Regions from separate parts of the Pan troglodytes genome. Here region 2 is linked to region 1. Evidence: chromatin contacts called from public capture Hi-C data. All regions are on one chromosome and are shown on one strand. Each heading gives the region's core, a stretch centred on a gene start, on an enhancer-like site or on the middle of the called end of the contact. The rest is flanking DNA. Distances are from core to core; before and after follow the strand shown.

What was found. Capture Hi-C pulls out chosen DNA fragments and counts their contacts.
Region 2: a capture Hi-C map of stem cell-derived neural stem cells shows a contact between it and region 1, with 6 times the contacts expected there. The contact joins two enhancer-like sites. A contact is called at or near these places in 3 of 7 Hi-C or Micro-C datasets (induced pluripotent stem cells and stem cell-derived neural progenitor cells) and 1 of 1 other capture datasets (stem cell-derived neural stem cells).

What each region holds. Positions count from the first base shown.
Region 1 is chr10:103,823,864-103,827,204 of NHGRI_mPanTro3-v2.0_pri, reverse strand. No RefSeq gene overlaps it. Among named protein-coding and RNA genes, the nearest start is that of NEDD1, 83 kb to the right of the region's middle. Within about 2 kb of position 1,809, at least 5 of the 24 cell types and tissues checked have an H3K27ac peak or open chromatin away from gene starts, as enhancers often do. A contact at or near this core is called in stem cell-derived neural progenitor cells and stem cell-derived neural stem cells, where this site is marked.
Region 2 is chr10:104,230,089-104,233,499 of NHGRI_mPanTro3-v2.0_pri, reverse strand. No RefSeq gene overlaps it. Among named protein-coding and RNA genes, the nearest start is that of MIR1251, 95 kb to the left of the region's middle. Within about 2 kb of position 1,504, at least 5 of the 24 cell types and tissues checked have an H3K27ac peak or open chromatin away from gene starts, as enhancers often do. A contact at or near this core is called in stem cell-derived neural progenitor cells and stem cell-derived neural stem cells, where this site is marked.

The DNA of each region.
Region 1 (3,341 bases), core at 560-3,059:
CATGGCTATTGGTGGGGACGAGGTGGGAGAGAGCACGGATGTGTCCAGACAAATCCATCCCCATATCCACATCTCATGCAGCTCACCCTCCCAGGGAAGGGGCTGTTCTTTTATCCATATAAAATACAGAGCCCGGCACATGTTCATCATGGTACCTCTTCCCTAACATGTATGATACCACATCTTTTCCTCTTCCCTCTCCAGCTCATAACTACTCATATCAGATGTCTTTGCTGCTTCCTTTTTCTTCCATTCATTAGCATTTCTTTAAAACTGGAGCACAGAACTTCATCTCCAATCTGCCTTGACTCTAAATTGCCTGATCCTACCATCAGTAGCAAGACTGGGCCTGTCTCTTCTTCCATTATCATTTCTGACAGCCCCAAAGAAATCACTTAATATTCATTTCAGTCTTCTTTTTCAGACAGTCTTAAAAATCAATTTCAAAATTTTTCTTCTTGATCCTGTCATTTAGCACTGAAATGGCCCAAACTGATGACTTGGGACATTAGCATTTCTCCCCCCTCCCTTCAGGATGTCAGCTCCACTTTGTGAGTCCATTTTGGTCTGACTGAAGCTGGCTTTCATTTCAGGGTTGTTGTTTTTCACTGAGAAACATGATTTTTTTAAAAAGCTGTATACGTAGAACAACTTTCAATTATCCTTTTCTTTAAAAAAAAGCACCTTCAGTAAAAACAAAAAATAGGCAAAACACTCTGGCTTAGAAAAAAATCAGTTTCGATGAGTGAAAAAAGAAAAAGAAGAGACTTAAAGTTTGCAATTATTCTAAAATCTTCAAGAGTGCCACTTTAAAACCTCTATTTTCAAATAGTAAATTAGTAACAGTTCCATCATCTTATTTATTGATAAAAAGAGAAGTTAAAATAGCCATTCATGAAAAGATGCTAAAAGCTGCAAGGAAACCAAGAACACGAAGAAAAGGGTCTGAAAGAGAGGAAAGGTAATGGCAGCTTTTCTAAAGCAGAAAAAAAGTTCTTTGTCTTTGCTGCCATTCTGTGAACAGCCTAGAGAGCTCAGCTCATTGTCATTGTCGCTGCCCTTCTTCCTTGCATTGTTTTGCTTTTTCAGGTTGTCTTCAATTATCCAAGAAACATTATTAGAGAAACAGAGGGGTCGAAAACAAACAGAAGGACCAAAGGGTGAGGGAGGTACCTAACTAAATGAAACACATCCAGCTCATTTTATTCCTTAGCCTGTGTTTTCTCTTCTTAGCAACCAGAAGAGGGTTTTAAAAGTGAGGAATGAAACAGACATGACATTAAAAGAGAGCTCTGGACCATGCAAAACAGTCCTCCAGCTTGATAACCATAACCAATTTTTGCTCTAAGAATCACTCTGCTATCTTTGTAATTCCACCAGCTTGTTATTTATATATATATTATTACAGTGTCCTGATGGACCTCCCCCTTCCATGACTCTAGCTTGCTTGAGAAAGAAAATACCTGCTAAAACGATGAGAGAACAAAAGCCATCGGCATGAACTGCAAGAGAGAAAAACAGTTGGATTTTTCTTACAGGATCAAAGAGTCAAAAATCATTCTTTCTGGAACTGTGGAACATGAAACATGGGGACTTAAAAGTGTCACCTCAGGAATTAACAAACACGAAAATATGTGCCCAGCCCCAAACCACTTTCTGAGACGTAAGATAAATTGTAGGAACCTGTCCACATCACAGCAAATGTAATCAAATAGACTTTGAAAAGGCACGATGTGACCTGAGGATCCTAGATCCTGGATCTTTTCTGCCTGCCAAACATGTGGCCTTTCTGTGCAAAGAAGGTGTCCTGCTAGTGCCACCAGGAGGCCACTCACATTAAACACACCAGTACCGTCCTGGCTTTCAGGTTCTGATTGCATGAAGTCAGCCCATGAGTACATTGGGCTAAAATCACTGAATGTAACGAAGGGAAGGTGATAGTACTATTGTTTGGATGTTTATTGAACATCAATAATGCATTACACTCCATCTGCAACACAGAATTAGATGCTGCCCCTGACTAGGAACTCATTAATCTACCTGGATATACAGGCAACTGGCAACTAGGGGATGCCTTGACAACAAGAAGGCAAAAATAGGAACTGTTTAGATTATCGACTTTTTAAATAAATGAATCATCTTTAGAGACTGTGGTTGTAGCTGGGAGAAGAAAAACTTTCAGACAGATCCTGAACTAAGTCAGACAGTGAGAACATGAGTTCTGTATCCACACCAGAATTCCCGAAAGTTCTGCCAGACTTTAAGCAAAGTTAATAGAAGAACATCCAGGCTTTTTATAATTAGGTTATGATTCACTCTACCAAAGTTCCATTTATTTTACTAAGGAATTTACTTCTAAATTCTTGCAAATAACATTAGCTCTTTGAATCCATTTCTAATTGAATTAGAATTATAAACACTGCAAACTAGACTCAACTGCCAGAGACAGAAAATTTGTACTACTCATGTAATTTACATACATCCTTAGGCTCACAGGCAGTACTGACCAAGAAATAAGACCCTGAATTGGGATAACCCACCCTTAATCTAATGACACCATGCTTTTAGCTTGTTGATCTTCATCTCAAATTTCCTTATGATGCTTCAGCATTTGTAAAGCTATCTTCGATTCTAATAAAATGAATGTAATGCAAGTTCAATGAACAATCACAAAACATGTTGATTGAGAGGTGACTTTAGATGTCACTTAATAAAACCTTCCCCCACAGTTGGGAAGCACCCCAGACACATTGCTGATAACCTCTGCTTAAGCACATCCACTGACAGATGTCCACTTCTCAAGGCTCTCCTGAGTCACTCAACTTCAGTGGTGTAGGATCTCATATGGAACAGGCAACATTTACAGATAAATAAGTAAAGTTCTAAGAGCAAGAGGGAGAGTATACGTTTATTTTAGTTATCTCTGCTGTGCTGAAGCATTTGGTTTCCTGACACTTCCATTTCAAATATTCTATGTAACTTCATCTTCCTGTGAATTCTTTCTACTATACTACCTTCAAATTTATTCTCTAAATCAAAAGAACAATAGCACCAAAAATCCCAAATGCTTACGATAATTCTTTGCAAATTGCCTATCAGATTTCAGTTCGTATCTATTCAACTAAAGAAATGCATGCCATCAGCCTCATAGAGACAGAATGGAGAAAAGCACTTTGGATTTCATATATGCCTTAAAATTTCAAGTCTGGCATTCTCTAACTGGGAATGGTCCTGATCAACAATTCCATAGGTGACCAATGCATTGATACCTATTTATGGAAGATATTTTTGGTTGAACACAAGGCTACTTACTGGTGGACTAGAGGAAAAAAATACATCAG
Region 2 (3,411 bases), core at 255-2,754, 410 kb before region 1:
AGCATCTTAAACAAACATACAAATGCCACTTGTTCAAAAATATATATTTAGAAAGCTTTAGAAATCAATTAAATAAAAAAGAAATCCTCCACAAAATAGTCAACATCACTTTCATTTGTTGTAAATATTTCTGCAACACAGTTGTAAACCTTAAACAACTCATAAAAGATAAAATATCAAAGATATTTAAAGAAATAAGAAATAGGATATTTAAAAGAGTTGAACAGTTTTCCCAAAGTCCAGAAACTCAAACATTTATACGGGGAGTGGAGGGATGAAATCACTATTTTTTCTTTTAAACTATAGTTCAACAAATATAACAGGGGAAATTATGATAAAACCCATAAAAAGCTAGTTTTCACTTTGACTTTTTGTTTGTTTGTTTGTTTTTTGAGACAGGATCTTACTCTGTTGCCCAGGTTGAGTGCAAAGGCACGATCATGACTCACTGCAGCCTCGACCTCCCAGGTTCAAGCTATCCTTCCACCTCAGCCTCCAGAGTGGCTGAGACTATAGGTATGAACCACCATGTTAGGCTAATTTATTTATTTATTTTACTTTGTTTTTTTTTTTAGAGACAGGGGCTCTCTATGTTGCCCAAGCTGGTCTTGAACTCCTGGGCTCAAGCAATCCTCCCACCTCAACCTCCCAAAGTGCTGGGATTACAGGCATGAGCCACTGTGCCCAGCCTTTCCACTTCGAACTTTTAAAATCATCCTTTGGAACTGAGAAAAAGAATGTCTTTGGGGGAGGGGGAGATATGTGGCTTTTGAAGAAGTCAAAACATTTCGGTTTTAGCTTACAACAACAAAAAAAGCCATTTATTTTATTTTATTTATCTTTATTCTTAAAACTTCAGCTTTTATTTTAGATTCAGGGTATACATGTGCAGGTGTGTTACTAAGGTATACTGTGTGATGTTGAGGTTCGGGGTATGATTAAACCTGTCACTCACGTAGTGAGCATAGTACCCAGTGTTTCCACCCTTGCCCCTCTCACTTCCTCCTCCCTCACATATTCCCCAGTGCCTATTGCTCCCATCCAAAACGCTGTTTTAAAATGGTGAAATATTAAAAGCCCCACCCCTGTATTTTGTGGTTTTTTTAGGATTTTTAAGCTCCTTTTGTAATATTTTTCTGCTATGCAGAGATTAATTCAGCTGGCTGGTTTCTAGCCCATCAGGCAAGGAAGTGTCCGCCACATGTAGGCAGTATAAATACTTGTCAACTAAACAAACAAACAAATATCACACTCCAGAAAATGCTTGTAATTTGGAGGGTGAATGCTGCTTCTTCAGGTTGGGGGGACGTTTACCTGCTGCTCTTATCAGGAGAAATCTTCATTAAGATGAGATTGTGAGCTCTGGGAATTCTCTTAGCTGGATATTTACAGCTAATGCTGGAGGCTTAACTCTTTCTTAAACAGACCGGTCATTTGACTCCACTTTCTATCCCAAGCCCCATGCTGACATTCAGTCTCCAAGGCAAATGCAAGCACACAGCTAAACAGCAGCCCAAAGGGCCACTGCAGATGCAGAAGAATAAAAGGAGGAATGCCCTGCATAGGAAGGGGAGGGGGAAATCACAGTGAGAAGAAATTCAGTTCAAGAACCACTCTCTGAGAGTGATCAACATGCCAGAGACAATACTCGGCATAATGAGTCCCAGAACTGAAGGAGTCTACAATTTAGGGAGGGAGGGCAAATTCACACTCAGATTTAATATAACATCACATGTTTTATTACAGAGACTCTGCAATTAACAAGGGCTGAGAAGAGAGGAATTGAGACAGGTGTAGGGGAAGTTTCTAGAGTGAAGTGGAAGCCACATAAAAATGCATGCAGGCCTGATGTGGTGGCTCACACCTTTAATCCCAGTACTTTGGGAGGCCTAGGCGGGAGGATCACGTCAGGAGTTTGAGACCAGCCTGGCTAATATGGTAAAACCTCATCTCTACTAAAAATACAAAAATTAGCCGGGCGTGGTGGCGAGTGCCTGTAGTCCCAGCTACTGGGGAGGCTGAGGCAGAAGAATTGCTTGAACCTGGGGGGCAGAGGTTGCAGTAAGCCAAGATCGTGCCACTGCACTCCAGCCTGGATGACAAAGCGAGACTTTGTCTCAAAAAAAAAAAAAAAAAAATTCTCGCAAACATCGGAGTGGAAGGCACTGTTTTTTTTTTTTGCGGGGGCGGGGGACGGTTATTACAATTTAACATTTCTAGGTCATGTGAAAATGTTTACTTAACCAAAGATCAGTACAAAACTGGAGCCTGCTGTTTTATAGTGAAATATCTATAGCCAAATATAATGCGGAATTGTACAATAAAAATACAGACCTATTTAGTGAAAAAGGTAGATCTTGCATGAGGAATGATGAACTGTCCCAATCTCATAGATTTTCTTTGGTACAGAGTCCCACTCTGTCGCCCAGGCTGGAATGCAGTGGCACCATCCTGGCTCATTGTAACTCCGCCTCTTGAGCTCAAGTGATCCTCCCACACCCAGCTAATTCTTGCATTTTTTTTAATAGAGATGAGGTCTGGCTAGGTTACCCAGGCTGGTCTGAAACTCCTGGGATCAAGTGATCCACCCACCTCAGCTTCTCAAAGTGCTGGGATTACAGGCATGAGCCGCCATGCCCAGCTTCCAATCTCATATAGATTTTCTTGAGTCTTTACATCACTCTCCAGAGCAGGGGTCCCCTACCCTGGGCCACAGACCCGTAGAGGTCCATGGCCTGTTAGGAACCAGGCCGCACACCAGGAGGTGAGTAGAGGACAAGTGAGCAAAGCTTCATCTGTATTTATAGCCACTCCCCATTGCTCAAATTACTGTGTGAGCTCCTCCTTCTGTCAGATCAGTGGCAGCATTAGATTCTGATAGAAGCGTGAACCCTGTTGTGAACTGTGCATGCAAGGGATCTAGGTTGCATGCTCCTTATAAGAATCTAATGCCTGATGATCTGTCATTGTCTCCCATCACCCCCAGATGGGACCATCTAGTTGCAGGAAAACAAGCTCAGGGCTCCCACTGATTCTACATTATGGTGAGTTGTATAATCATTTCATTATATATTACAATGTATTAACAATATAAATAAAGTACGCAATAAATGTAATACATCCCAAAACTACCCCCCAACCATCCCCAGTTCATGCAAAAATTATCTTCCATGAAACTGGTTCCTGGTGCCAAAAAGATTGGGGACCACTGCTCTAGAAGAATCTATTCTATTTTGTTTATTTAAAATGATCTTGTGTTGTTACAGACACAAGGCATTTTAAACCATTCATTCAGTGAGTCATTCATTCATCTAAAGTTTACTGGAAACTTCTGTGTCCAAAATGTTAGCTTCCTACACAAATAAACAGGTTTAACTAGTCAGGAAGGTAGACTGAAGTTTAACCCTGCAA